5 separate regions of the Mus musculus genome follow, and all the other regions are linked to region 3. Evidence: chromatin contacts called from public ChIA-PET and HiChIP or PLAC-seq data. All regions are on one chromosome and are shown on one strand. The core of a region is the stretch at or near the end of the contact, and the rest is flanking DNA. Distances in the headings are between cores, read along the strand shown. Region 1 overlaps Smox (spermine oxidase). Region 2 overlaps Adra1d (adrenergic receptor, alpha 1d). Region 3 holds the start of 1700037H04Rik (RIKEN cDNA 1700037H04 gene). Region 4 holds the start of Slc4a11 (solute carrier family 4, sodium bicarbonate transporter-like, member 11). Region 5 holds the start of Ddrgk1 (DDRGK domain containing 1).

Region 1 (2,700 bases), core at 95-2,594, 350 kb before region 3:
GGGTGCTGCTTACGGGCTTGCTCCCCATGCTTGCTAGGCCTATGCCCAGGATCACCTGCACAAGGTGATGTCACCCACAGTGAGCTGAGCCCTTCCACGTCAATCATCAGTCAAGATGCACCACGGGCCATTTCAGTGGGGGTAGTTTCAAAATTGAATTCCCTCTTCCAAAATGACTCAAGCTTGTGTCAAGCTGACAAAAAAAAAAAAAAAAAAAAAAAAAACAACTAGCCAGCACTCTCAAAGTAACAACTATGTAAAGAAACAGAGATTCACCTTGCTAGCAACATGAGCTCAGACCAAACCCTACACTTCCTACCAGACAAGAGGGTAAGGCCATTTAGAGATCCTAACCAACTTGAGTGACATTTCCATGTGACCCTGAAATGCAAGAATCAAGGCAAAGCCAGCAAGAGACTCACTTACCCCTACCTGAGTCCTGTCCACACTTCCTTCCCACAGACCTTATAAGCTCTTATATCTGGGGTGGCTTGCTCTGTAGCAGGAGCTGTCTGACACAGTCTAAAGACAGTAGCATTGTCCCTCAGCCCAAGAAGTAGGCATGTCCTCCTTATCTGCATGCCTTCCCTTTCTTGGGTTGTTTCTAATTAAACCACTAGTTACTAAAAATAGCCCTGTGAGATGAATGTGCCTACAACAAAACACAGCCTCATGCTGCAGCTAGAAGAGAACAACTGCCTGGTGTCTCTGAAAGAGGCAGGCATGCGCAGACCCCCATGTGTAGGAAAAGTAAGCAGACTGAAGGACCAAAAACAGAAAGCCCAGGACCCTGCCCACAGGACCGCCTGCTGGCCGGTGAGGGTACCGCTAGAGCCTCAGGCATCTGTTCTACATTGAGCTCCCATTAGGAGCAGAGGGAGAACAGTAATATTATTATTGTTGTTATTGCTATTATTATCAATTTGTTTTTACCCAATGCTGCACATGTATATAGTACAGTACCAGCCACTCTCTCCTCCCCAGAAGCCCTCCCTCACATGCCACCACCAAGGGTACTTCTCTCGCTCATGGCCGTCTCGGCCACACCTGTATTCCCAAGGGCTCCAGGCACCACCTCATGCCTACTCACCTCCTAGCAAGTGGTATCCTCAGAGCTGGCTCTGGACCCCTGCTCTCACTTCTGACAGGGACATGGCCATCATGCCATGCTGCAGCATGTCCATTGACACACTGGGTTCTGAGGCCTGCCTGTCTGCACACAACACAGGTACCCTGACCAGCATGTTCTCCCCTCTCTCTTCACATTCATTATTCCACACAGCCTAGTCACTCCCTCTTCTCTGCCTGGCAAGCTTCCCATCTGGTCGTCTGACACCCTGTGCCTTCCCTGCATGGTCTCAGTTGTCAGCTGCCTCAGGGACTGGGCCACCTATCTCCCCATCTTCTGTTTCTACATCAAACTCTAAATAGCTCATCAAGCCCAAAGAATCATAAATGGGACTGCTCTTCCCGGAGGCTGCCAGCCAGCCAATCAACAATGAGCAAAGAGCCCTGGGGCTCCTTGGCTGCCCCAGCCTTGTGAGAACTTTGGACAGCACTTTCATTCTTACTGCCAAGAGTCACCCAAGTTTGTGCCTGAAAAAGAGAAACAGAGACCCTGTCTCAAAAAAGAAATGTTAGAAAGCAATTGTGGGAGATAATCAATGTGGGCCTCTAGCCTCTAAACACACAGACACACACACACACACAAATTCATATACACACAAACACACACATAGCACACACACACACTCATACACACTCTCACACACACTCACACATAGACACACACATACATACAGACACACATTCACACATAGCACACATACACTCATACACACTCTCACACACTCACAGACATATTCATGCACTCACACAGACACACATTCACACATAGCACACACACACTCATACACCCTCTTACACACTCACAGACATACACACACTCACATACACACATACACACACATAGCACATACATACACATACAGAGATACACACGCACTCACATAGACACAGATGCACACAGATGCACACACTCACACATACTCATGCAGCACATACTCACACAGCACACACTCACATAATGCACACTCATAACACATACACTCACAGACATACACATTCTCACATACACACATACACATACTCACTCACACATAGCACACATACACACGTACATATACACACAGAGGGTCAAATCTCTCACATACACCAGGTCACTGCATGTTTTCTCACTGGGTCGTCTTCATACTCCCAACCCACTCAACCCACTGCTGGCCAGAACACCCTACACACACGGTGGCTGTCAGAACCCTCATCTCCAGCTCCATTTCAGGAAATATCTCTACGCTCTAGAACCCTAGCAACATCTTCCCATCCCAGGGGCAAGTCTCTTCTTTGGCTGCAACAAGGACCGATCTTTACAGACAACCCTAAGACACACATCACCCACAGGGAAGCCTAAAATCCCCCTTCCACTCTAATAACCCTAGTTCCTGTTGTCTGTCCTCAGTTATGATAACCTAACTCATACTAAAAACTAATGACTAATCAGAACTTATACAATGCCCCCTCCTTCTTGTGACTTTAAAATGAGGACCCACAGTTCTTAGACAGTATGCCCTCCCAACAAACATTGTCAGCCCCAACTCTAACACCAAGACAGCATTCTCCAAAGTGGGATGTCAGTGCAAGGGC
Region 2 (2,700 bases), core at 53-2,552, 390 kb before region 3:
TACCCATAAGAAATCAGAGAATGATGTTCAGGATGGGGGAGTGAGCCCACTAGAACCAAGGAGGAGTGTGCCCGAGTACTGAGAGTGGTATAGCCTCAGCCCCAAGACTCCTGTATACCCATTGAGACTTTCATAGCCTTAGTCTGTACTGTGTTGCTATAACAAAATAGTTGAGATTAACAACCTTATAAAGAAAAGAGGTTTATTTGTCTCTCAGTTCTGATAGCTGGGAAGCCCAGACAACATCATCATCAGTATCTAGGAAGGGCTTATGGGAACAACACAGAATGGAAGAGAATGGAAGGGGAAATGGCAGAGTATAAGAGAAATAGATATATGTGGTGGTCTTGCTTTATATCCCAGTGTCATGAGAATTATCCCAGTCTTATAAGACCTGGCCCACTCCCACCAGACAGCATTAACCCTTCCATGAGAATGGAGCTGCCCCCGCCACCACCACCACCACCACCTACCTTCCACAAGGCCCCATCCATTACACATTGTCCCACCTCAATATGCACTGAGGGCCAAGCTTCCGCAGCACCGGTAACAAAGCTGATGCACTGATGGGGGATGAGCAGGTAAAGCAGCTGGTGGATCCACCAGCTGTCTCTGGCAGACTGCAACAAAGAAGCCTGAGTATCCTAAGCAGTATATCTGCACACCGTGGTTAGAAAGAGAGTAAGAACTGATTGTGGCAGAGGCTGTGGGGCCCACCTGTTTCCCTCAGATCTCCGGTTTGCACAGGCCCACTCCTAAGTGCCTGCCTGCATCTCTTACCCACAGGCTTCCGTAACTTACTCCTTTTTGCAGCCCATCCAAAATGCAGTCCATATAAGTGGGGAAATTTAATTAGTGAAGAAATCAGCTAGAGAATGATGGAGATGAGTGTTAGGTACCCACATCCCTCACCATTGGTGGGAAAACCCAAAACTCCCCTTAGGGGTTAAGCCTCAGTTTCTCACATTAGCAACTGACTTACCAGTCAGCAGCTACCCAAGGTGTTTCACTATCAGGCTAAACGCTTGCACTTGAACCCTGTCCTATCTCAGAGCTTGCTTCTGAGAAAACTCAAAGTAAGTCAGACCTCAAGGGAAGCAGAAGGAAATTGTTGGGGCTGGAAGCCTGCCTTTGAATCCCAGCCCCTTCGGGTGTGAGAAATTCCCTGTTCCAGGAAGACTCTGCAAAAGTCAGTTGTGCATAAATTAAAGTATCAATGTCTGCAGTAAGACTGGGACAGCACTAAAACATGGCATGCTGTCCACATATCTGAATAAAACCAGGCTGGCAACAACCACTGGACAACATAGTCCACTGATGTGTCAGCCACTGCTAAACAGAAAAAAATGCAGTCTGAGTCAGAATGGCATTTCCAGCATTTGGCTTGACTTTGCAGCCATTGAGGGATGCTATCCTTGAGGGTGCTCTTCCTGCAGGACAGGATCCTTCCTTCGGGCATTTTCCAGGGACTGCCTAACCCTTCTGCAGGGGGAAATAAGCCTTGCTGAGCCCTGGTACCCATAACCCCGCCGTATTTCAGCTACTGTTTCTGACCGCTCTCTAGATACAGTCAGTAAGTCCTTTCCCAAGTCTGTGGTACCTCTCTGAAAAGCCACAGGGCAGGGGAGGGATAAGTAGGGGTGGGTGAGTGGGTAGGTGGGTTGTTTGGTGGGTTAGTTTGCTTGCTGTTCTAAGAATTGAACCTGGGGCTCTCAAATGCTGCATGAGTTCTCTAGTACTGATCTATATTATCTCTACCCCAACACATTTAGATTAAAATCCTGCTAAGCACTGAGCCCTGAAATTTATGAATCCCATCCAGAGAATTATTATTGTCTCCAGCTCACAGAAAAAGAAAGTGAGGCTTTCAGTGGCCAAGTAGCTTGCCAGGGGCAGCATGAGCAGGTGGGAAAAGGCTGGGCTGTGTGGTGGGTACTGTCCTCTCCTTCCACCATCTCTTAGCATCAGGAACTGTTTCTCCATGTGGGTAGTAGGTGATATGCAAGGGTCTCTGCCATATTGGGGTAAATCAGGGGGAGAATTTGTCAGAGAATGCCATGCCTGGCCTTCTCTGTCTCTCAGATCTGCAGGCTTTGTCCAGAGTGACGCTTGTGCTGAGGATGAGATAGGTGAGAGGTGACCTCTAGGCAGCACCTTTGCACTCAGTCTCCTTCCCCTGAGAACGGCTTCCTTGGAGTCCGTATTGGGGATACTAATGGAGATATTTGTGGAAAACCAGGTCTTAGTGCCCGTTTGCACTTGTCTGGTGTTCTGTTCCCCCACCTAAAACCATCCCAGCTTTTCCTCAACACTTTCCCGGGCACAGCCCTACAGGGCTACATTTTGACAGCCATGGGTATTGTGCTCTGAACTGGGTCTCTCACCAGCTTAAAAATAACCAGAGCTCTAACTCCCCCACTGAAGGAAAGCTGTGCCTTAATTCAAGGTCCTCCATTATGGAGCCTAGATGAGATGTGAGCTCACCCTACAGGATAGCCACAGGCTCCGTGCCTGTCCCATCCTGCCTAAGTCTGAGATGGTTGGAAGCTGTCGCTGAGCCTACGATCAGCCCTGTGCCCCATTGGTAGTCACACTGTCACCCAGAGCCAGCACCACAGTTTCACGACTCCTCTACAGTACCGAGCACTGAGCAAACCTCTCCCTTTCTGTGCTTAGGCAGTAGAGTACACTGCAGAGACT
Region 3 (2,700 bases), core at 92-2,591:
AGTAAAATAAACGCGAGAAATAGGAATCAGAGGGGACTATGGTAAACTGACGTTCCAGAAAGGCAGGGACCGCTACCCCCAAAGCCCTTGGTTCTTGTTTTGAATGTAAATGTGAGAATGTGTTGTTAGATCTGATATTTCAAAAGAAGACTGGAAATGAGAATCCTTTGTGAAGAAGTAGGATGAGGGGCAAGAAGATGGGAAGAAAAGTATTTATAAAAGTCTCCGGGGGCTATACATCTGCAGGCTGCTTTTGCCTGGCGTGGTGGCCTTCAGGATACTTTGGAGGCACTGTCTGCTGACTTGGAAAAGAACAGATATGGAACACACCACGGGGCTTCTGGAAAGGTGGGAGTAGGGGTTGAGTAGGCTGGGATTAGAATGAAAAGTTCTCAATGTCCGCTCTGGAGGACAGAATTTTCTCAACAGTAGGGAGCGCACGTACCATCCAAAACAACGATAAAAAGTTTGAGAAGCCCTGCTGAAGACAGCAGGGAAGCACTGGGCCCTCTGAAGTAACGCTATGAAAACAATAGCACAGAAAGACTATTTGTTACCAGCGTGCGAACACAAGATCCGAGTCAGGTTAACAGCCATAAGGACACGGAAGAGTCGGACCTTGAGGACTCTTACAGGCAGCGACCACATTCTATCGGAAAAACAAGCAAGCTCTCAGCGGTCCAAGGCCTGTCTCCGCTAGTTAAGTTGGAAGGATCGGGAACCTGTGTGTTCTGACTGCTCTTTCGGCACTTTAAACCTCTTGTCCTAATCAGTGTATATAAGGATAGAGATAGTCGCACACGGACAGGTGGGCCTGTGGCAAAAATCCACAAGCCTTAGTAAGTGCTCTACGAAGACGCCCACACCCTGTCGGGTGGGTCGAGACGCATCCCGCTGCCATGGCGACCGCCTCCTTGGAGACCAGGAGCAGAAGCTCCTGTCCCCGGGGGCGCCCGCGTACGCTCCCTTCCCCCCTTCCTACGCCGCGTGCCTTCTTTGTTCTAATGCTTATTTGGAATAGGGAATGGGTGGGAAAGGAAGACCGAAATCCAGACTCAGTCCAGTAGGAAAGGTGACTGCTTAACTCCTAGACAAAACTGCCGCGGATCGGAAACCTCATGGGGAAGGTCGCTCTGGTCGGTTTCCAGCAGCGGTTCCAACATAGCTCCCATCCCGCTTCATCACCCAAGCTCGTGCCGCTGGGGTGACGTCGACTCGTGGGGCTCAGCCTCCGCGCACACGTGATGTGGAATCTCGTCGTTAATTGGTGGATCTCAGAGACAGCTCATTGGTCTGAAGTGCCCTAGCCCCGCCCCTCAACGCCCCTCAAGCCAATGAAGGAGGAGAGGGCGTGGCGCGAGGCTGATGCGGCGCGGGGCTCTTCCTCGCGCTCTCCAGCCCGTTCTGCTGCTGCTACCGCCGCCTCCGCGGTCGTTTCTGACCGCCTGGCCGCGGGGCTCGCCTGCAAGGTGAGATGGGCCCTCCGGGCTCCGTCTAGTTCACCAGAGACGGCTCCTGGGTCTGAGATCCTCAGCTGTGCTGGAGCTGGAGGCTTTGCTTTCTAGCCTGAGGAACTCTGTAGAAGCGGGATGGGGTGGGGGATGTGGGGTCCTGGGTACAAATGACGGTTAGCGGGCAGGGTACAAGTGACACCTGAGGGTGGGGGCGTAAATGTGGCTGACGTCCCGTTCCTACCTGGTCCTCGTGGCTCTATGTGACCTTGGAAGAGTAGCCTCTGAGCCTCCGGTGCCCGGGCACGATCATGAGGAGGATGTTGATGTTGGGAGTGTCGGCTCCAGAGACTCCTGCGTCAGCCTGGCGAGCTCAGAGAGCGCAGGGCATTATCTCAGATGGACAGATCCGCGGCCTTGCTCTTGGTGTGGGTACGTCTGAGGCCCGTTCTGCTGCTCTTGTCCCCTGAGAAAACAATAACACTGAGGTGGGGCGTGCCACACCCACAGGGATGGCGGTAGGAAAGGCCAGAGGGCCAGAGCCAGAGCCTCTCCAGTGTCTCACAGAAATGGTTGGATTTAGGTTCTGGACCAGTGCTCCTGTTAGTGAACAGGGCTCGGTTGGACAGCTTGAGTCTTTCCTCTTTAATCTTGGTGGTGGGATGTGAAGGTAGGGCATTGCTTTGCACTGGGGTGGGGTGGGGTGGGCTGGGTGGGTGGTGGGTGGGTGGGTGGGGGGTAGGAGCAGCTTTCACCCGTGTCTCTGCTTCTTGGGTGAAAGAGTCAATCTAGAGGCCAGATGAATCCAAGCAGCCTCCTTTGATGTCAGAGGGGGATGTGGGAAGTGAATGCTAGGCAGAGGAGAACCACACAGGTTGGTAGACAGGAGGGACTAACACCCTTTTCACAGGTCAACCCTTCCCTCCACTGTTTGTGAGAGTAAACACCTATTACCGTCCTTGCATCCCTGGCTTTGGGGAAGGGGGCTCCAAAGATAGGTCAAGGCTGAGGAGATGAAAGATTGCTTCCACATGCGACCTCCATGTAGCACTCCCTGTCTGAGACTTCAGTGGGTGTTCTTTGAGCTTTAAGGGGAGGTTGGATAAGTGCTTCTGCTGGGCTGATGATTGAGCTGTGACTGGGTCCCTGGATGGGTGTAGGGGAGGTGGTAGGAAGAATTGAAGGTTGTTTACTGCTCTGACATAGAAAGGGCTTTTATGGGGTTGGGAATGGTGGTTGAAGAATGATT
Region 4 (2,700 bases), core at 51-2,550, 460 kb after region 3:
AAGGGGGAAAGGTCACACTTCGGTCCTCTGAGACAGTGGTGCAGGAGTCTACAGACTGGGGTGGGGGTGGGAGTGGGTACTCCTGGCTCCTTTCTCCTCCTAATAAGGAGAGGTTGGGGAAATTGTTCCTTAAGTCTCCAGAGATTTTCTGGAACTGGAAGGGTTTGGACCAACCAAGTATTGGGGTGCTGCTAGGAAGCTATGCAAAAGACATAACATGAGAGACTGGGGTGGAAGAGGGATCCCGACCCTGAGTCAGCCATTCTGCCAGGCTCTTCAGCTTTCCTGAACCCCCACCCTGCAACACCACCAGCCTGGATAGAGCTAGGAGTCTTTTTTTTGGGGGGAAGGGGAGTGTTCGAGACAGGGTTTCTCTGTGTAGCCCTGGCTGTCCTGGAACTCACTTTGTAGACCAGGCTGGCCTCAAACTCAAAAAATCCATCTGCCTCTGCCTCCCAAGTGTTGGGATTAAAGGCGTGCGCCACAACTGCCGGGTTTAGGGCTAGGATTCTAAGGAGAAGATACTGAGAGGAGTTCCTAAGAGCTAAGTGAACAACATGGCATGTAGCCTCCTCCCAGGGCCTGCTTACCCCAACAAAGGCAGCGTGCGGCTATCCCTGAGTCATCACGGTTCTTAGAGATGGGAGGGATCCTGGAATAACGAGCGCGCGCGTCTGTGTGTGTGTGTGTGTGTGTGTGTGTGTGTGTGTGTGTAGGGGAGACTTCAGGACCCTCCGTACCTTCAATCCGAATGCCAACTTGGCTCACCATGCCTATTTATATGCAAATTCCCGCAACACTCCAAATGCCTTTCCAACTCACCCACCCCCTAACACGCTTGAGCAACAGTGAAAGGAACTGTGTGGAAGCTATCACGGAGTGGGAAGGAGTGGCTGGAGAATAGTACTTTACTTAAGTGTGTGCCCCAGGGACAATAGGAAGCTCAAGGTCTGTAGAATCACTGGGAAGCCACCGAAGGTTGGGTTGGGGTTAAGGAAAGAGGTGCTCAACGCACTTATCAGAACTCACCGCAAGCCGCTCTCCAGAGACCCGGCCACTTCCTAACCTGGGAGAGGGATGCGGAACCGAGAGCGGGCGCCAGCGGGTGAACACGCGGGAGCGTGGGCGGCTTAGGGCGCTAGCCCACGGGCAAGTGCAGAAAGCGGCGTAGGCGGGGGTTGGGGACCGCCCTGGCGGTCGGGGGCGTGGCGAGGGCAAAGGGGCGCGGCAAGGGAGGGTTGGGGGCGATTCGGCAGCCCGAGGGTGTGGCAGTCAGTGGCGTACAGCTAAGGTGGGGGCGGAGTTCCTCCAAGCTTTTAAAACAGGCGCGCCCCTTCCCTCCGGGCTCCAGTGAGTGTCCCTGCACTGCTCTGAAACTTCGTAGTCCCTCCCAGGCCGGCACCCCACGACTCTCAGGCCTGCGCACGCGAGCCGCCGAGGATCCAGAACAGACCTCGCGGGTGAGGGCGCGACTTTGGCTGGAAGCAGCCTCACGCCGCACGGTTAGGAGCGCGGCGCGGCTCGCAGGAGTGTCGCCGGCTCCAGCTGCGAGCCGGCCCAGAACCACGGAGTCCTGATTGAGAAGCCCGGGCCATGGCCACGCCAGGCGTGTATGCCAGCGCCGGCCTCTCAGGCCTGGGTGGGCGAGAGGCTGTGCCGGCTTTGCGCCTCCGGAGGGGTTCGACCAAAAGAGTTCCGAATGTCAGTGCGCGCGCGCGGGGCAAGGGGCGGCCTGGGACACCGTGGGCATCCTGTCCGTGTTTGTTCTGCGTTCGCGGTCTTGACACACACACCCTCAGCAACTGAAGGAAAGATGTAACGTAGCCGGCGGAGGGGAGGGTTGGGAGCTCCGAAATGGGCAGGGTGGCGCTTTGGTGTCCTCAGCACCGGATTGCGTTCCGCCGCCTAGAGTTACGATTCATCAGAGCTGGGTGTATCCGGCCACTCACCTGCACGTGGGTGTGGTCTGTTCCCCTTAGCTACCGCCCCAAGTGCCTCCAAATCCTGCCCATCTACTCACTCTCAGTGGCTGCAAACATGGACTACATCTTTTTCTCGTACAGGCCCATCCTCCCGTGCGTCCTTCTTTGCACAAACATCTCGGATAGTACCTCCAATCTCTGTGTACTGCACACCCACTCTACCCCTTCTTTCCGGCATCGCAGGACACGGTACAACCCTGGGATAGAGGCAGTTGCTGGGTCGGTCCCCTGGGTGACCCCTAGGCCATTGAAGAGATGGGAAGAACTGCGTCTGAGATGGGCATGTGTGGCCCTTGGCAACCAGGGCAGATCTGAGGAGAGGCTCACCCCCACCTCAAAGTGCTGGGCGAGGCTGGGCTGGATCCAGGGAGGAGGCGATTTCCAGTTGTCTTCCTCCAGAACTGGATGGGGCTCAGTCAGAGACGCTTGGATTAATGAGCCGAGTACTGATGATAATTTAGTGATGACATGACCTGAGGAAGTACTCTTCACTTCCCTGGCACGCATAGGAAGTCCATACTAGGCAGACTAAGGGATTTAATACCTTACAGTAAGGATGGTCATCCCAGACACTGCAGGCTCCCCTACATAGTACTTTGACCCCCACCTCTCTCATGCAAGTGGGCTTGCATGTGTTCCTAGGAAGGATGAGGAATCATCAGGCATGGGGTGAACTAAGGCTGTCCAGGGCTGGTCCACAGGATTGGTGACTATTCTT
Region 5 (2,700 bases), core at 34-2,533, 500 kb after region 3:
TATATATATATATCACATATAAAATAACATTTGTTAAGAAGCCAGCCAGGTGTGGTGGCACACGCCTTTAATCCCAGCACTTGGGAGGCAGAGGCAGGTGGATTTCTGAGTTCGAGGTCAGCCTGGTCTACAGAGTGAGTTCCAGGACAGCCAGGGCTACACAGAGAAACCCTGTCTCGGAAAAAAAATAATAATAATTCAGGAGCCAGGCAGGTCTGTGGTGCCACATGCCTTTAATTATAACCAAGGAAGAGGCAAGCAGATCCCTCTAAGTTTGTGGCCAGCCTTGTGTACATATTGAGTTCTAGGCCAGGCAGGGCCATATAATGAGAGCTCAAAGAACTAAAACAAAACAACCCATCCTCAAAAGATGGAGGAGCGTCTGGACATCAGGGTGCACACCTGTACTCCCATATAATCCAGGCACTTATGAGGCAGAAGCAAAGGATCAGTTTAAAGTCACCATCTACTATACACCAAGTCCAAGGCCAGCCTAGGCTACCAGATACCCTGTCTCAGAACAAAACCAAACAACTAAAGGTGGGGGGCAGCTGCGATAAAATTCCAGCAAAGCCTCAACCTTCAGCCGAACATGGATCTAAATCTCCAAATATACGGAAAGAACGTAGGTGCTAGAGATAAAGCTTACCGTAACAGCGCTTGCCTGACGCCTGGAAGGCCTTAGGTTTATCAACATTGAGAAACAAATTACAAAACATTCCACATTTACAGAAAGTAATACAATGGATGCCTAACTTGCAGTATTAATAAGATATTCGTACACACGTTGCATTTTTCAGTGCTCCAAATTAAACTAAGGGCCTTGGCCATGAGTGCTCTACTACTAATCTACAACCCCAGCTTAGTCCCCTACTTACTCGCCCCACTATTTTCTTCCTTTTTCTTTCTTTTTTTCTTAAACACTTATTTGACGTGTATGAGTGTTTCGCAGGTATGCATATCTGTGTATAACCTGCGTGCCTGACACTCGAGAGGGTCTGAAGAGGGTTTTGGGTCCCCTGGAATTGAAGTAATAGAAGGTTGTAAGCCACTATGTGGGTGCTGCGAACTGAACCCTGGCCCACTGGAAGAGCAGTCAGCGTCATTAAATGCAGACGACCTCCATGTTGCCATATAGCCAGAGACGACCTTGAAATGTTGGTCTCCGAGTCTCCACTTCCCGAGCACTGGGATGGCAAGCAAATGTGGCATCAGGGACTCTTCAGTTAACTGAGGCCCAGGTCAAGCCCAGGGTGGGGGCGGAGCTCAGCGAGCGGCTGGGCAGGGCGGACGGTAGTGGGCGGGGCCTGGCGATCCGGATCCCGCAGGCGCGCTGGCTGCGCTGCCCGGCTGTCTGTCGTCATGGTGGGGCCCTGGGTGTATCTGGTGGCGGCAGTTTTGCTCATCGGCCTGATCCTCTTCCTGACTCGCAGCCGGGGTCGGGCGGCAGCAGGTAGGAGGTGCCGCCGTCCCAGGGCTGGAGGAATCCGTTTTTCAGAGTTCCTGGGCTTTGGTAGGCCCTCGACTCGTGCGCATGCACTGACGAGCTTTCCTGTGCTTACGAGGAGCTTGTGCGCTGGCCCGAGCTTTGCGCACGCGCCTTAGGACACACTCGGAATTAGCGCGGAGCCCAGAGCTGGGGATGCAACCTAGGAACCAAGCCTGCCTTTCTACTCTGCACCAATAGGAGAGGCTGCCGGTTTTCTAATCCTGCCCAGTGTGTTCCGCTTACTAGGAGTAGGAGGGCTAAGCAGCCTTAGGAAACTGAATGCATCTCCCGCCAAAGAGGGCACCCATGCTGCTTTGCCTCGCCTCCACCAGGGTTAGAAGTGGCCTGGCACTGACAACCTGACAGTCCCCCTTACTAACATTTCACGTAAGTGTAGGAGTTTCTATATATCTCTCTGATGCCTGACCCCATAAGCCACCTCAGAGCACCTCTGTGTCCCACGGGCAGAAGAGACAGAAGCTGAGGTAAAGCTGATTGCCAACAAGTCTTCCAGGGAGGGACGATTCAGCCTCGACTGTGACATGTAGTCTCTGGTTGGCGTACCCTATAAAATCATAACATAGCAAGAAGTAAATGTAATCTTGCAGCGGGCATGGAGCGAGATCTGTAAACCTCAGGGTGAGAGTATCCTCACAGGTCGCCTGTTCAAGATGAAGATATCAAAGGAGGTAGGAAATGAGAAGTGAGCATCAGGCCAAAGTGTGCGTACAAAAAAGGCCTTGACAAACCTAAGTTGGGACTTGGTGCTGTGGGCAGCAATAGTCTGAGGTGGTTCAGCAGGGGGATGAGACTCCCAAGATCCTGTGCTTCACTCTCTTGAAGATGGGCTGCTTGACAGTGTTATGATTCCTCCCTCCCAAAAGCTGACGGAGAACCACTGCACAATGAGGAAGAGAGGGCAGGAGCAGGCCAGGTAGGCCGCTCTTTGCCCCAGGAGTCTGAAGAACAGAGAACTGGAAGCAGACCCCGGCGTCGGAGGGACTTGGGCAGCCGTCTACAGGCCCAGCGTCGAGCCCAGCGAGTGGCCTGGGAAGACGGGGATGAGAATGTGGGTCAAACTGTTATTCCAGGTAAGAGGGCCCAGCCTGGGGGAGGGCTGGATTAAAGGCGTTCGGAAGTCTCCCAAGCTAGAGACACACAAGGAGCATGAAGCCAGTGGAGGAAGGACATTTAGTGGTAGGACTGGAGTC

Evidence for each region. ChIA-PET counts read pairs in DNA pulled down with a chosen protein or histone mark. HiChIP or PLAC-seq counts read pairs in DNA pulled down with a chosen protein or histone mark.
Region 1: a contact with region 3 is called in an H3K27ac HiChIP or PLAC-seq map of trophoblast stem cells, with 7 times the contacts expected there. The contact joins the enhancer-like site here to the promoter of 1700037H04Rik in region 3. A contact is called at or near these places in 4 of 39 promoter capture datasets (the 3T3-L1 cell line, the C10 cell line and frontonasal cranial neural crest), 6 of 484 Hi-C or Micro-C datasets (the C2C12 cell line, the C3H10T1/2 cell line, the G1E-ER4 cell line and 2 more) and 14 of 115 datasets of contacts at active chromatin or transcription factors (astrocytes, bone marrow-derived macrophages, craniofacial prominence and 9 more).
Region 2: a contact with region 3 is called in a FOXA1 HiChIP or PLAC-seq map of pancreatic cancer cells. The contact joins the enhancer-like site here to the promoter of 1700037H04Rik in region 3. A contact is called at or near these places in 3 of 39 promoter capture datasets (the SN4741 cell line, liver and stem cell-derived epiblast-like cells), 2 of 115 datasets of contacts at active chromatin or transcription factors (astrocytes and pancreatic cancer cells) and 1 of 9 other capture datasets (liver).
Region 4: an H3K4me3 HiChIP or PLAC-seq map of embryonic stem cells shows a contact between it and region 3, with 19 read pairs. The contact joins the promoter of Slc4a11 here to the promoter of 1700037H04Rik in region 3. A contact is called at or near these places in 1 of 39 promoter capture datasets (liver), 1 of 484 Hi-C or Micro-C datasets (embryonic stem cells) and 2 of 115 datasets of contacts at active chromatin or transcription factors (both in embryonic stem cells).
Region 5: a contact with region 3 is called in an RNA polymerase II ChIA-PET map of memory CD8 T cells, with 15 read pairs. The contact joins the promoter of Ddrgk1 here to the promoter of 1700037H04Rik in region 3. A contact is called at or near these places in 2 of 115 datasets of contacts at active chromatin or transcription factors (embryonic stem cells and memory CD8 T cells) and 1 of 9 other capture datasets (liver).

What each region holds. Positions count from the first base shown.
Region 1 is chr2:131,512,360-131,515,059 of GRCm38.p6, reverse strand. All of the region lies in intron 2 of Smox (spermine oxidase), which reads right to left. Among named protein-coding and RNA genes, the nearest start is that of Gm30732, 12 kb to the left of the region's middle. Within about 2 kb of position 1,344, at least 37 of the 459 cell types and tissues checked have an H3K27ac peak or open chromatin away from gene starts, as enhancers often do. A contact at or near this core is called in trophoblast stem cells, where this site is marked.
Region 2 is chr2:131,547,158-131,549,857 of GRCm38.p6, reverse strand. The region is part of intron 1 of Adra1d (adrenergic receptor, alpha 1d); the gene reads left to right. The region is part of intron 1 of Gm39938 (a long non-coding RNA gene); the gene reads right to left. Among named protein-coding and RNA genes, the nearest start is that of Gm39938, 10 kb to the right of the region's middle. Within about 2 kb of position 1,302, at least 49 of the 459 cell types and tissues checked have an H3K27ac peak or open chromatin away from gene starts, as enhancers often do. A contact at or near this core is called in the SN4741 cell line, astrocytes and pancreatic cancer cells, where this site is marked.
Region 3 is chr2:131,158,722-131,161,421 of GRCm38.p6, reverse strand. It overlaps 1700037H04Rik (RIKEN cDNA 1700037H04 gene), which reads left to right and starts at 1,341. Exons shown (of 6, transcript NM_026091.3): 1 at 1,341-1,469. It overlaps Gm14232 (a long non-coding RNA gene), which reads right to left. Exons shown (of 3, transcript XR_003954063.1): 2 at 1,696-1,917.
Region 4 is chr2:130,696,119-130,698,818 of GRCm38.p6, reverse strand. Slc4a11 (solute carrier family 4, sodium bicarbonate transporter-like, member 11) reads left to right here and starts at 1,300. Exons shown (of 21, transcript NM_001081162.1): 1 at 1,300-1,460; 2 at 2,064-2,171.
Region 5 is chr2:130,663,228-130,665,927 of GRCm38.p6, reverse strand. It overlaps Ddrgk1 (DDRGK domain containing 1), which reads left to right and starts at 1,283. Exons shown (of 9, transcript NM_029832.2): 1 at 1,283-1,453; 2 at 2,374-2,580. The coding sequence starts at 1,363. It also overlaps a transcript of Itpa not described here.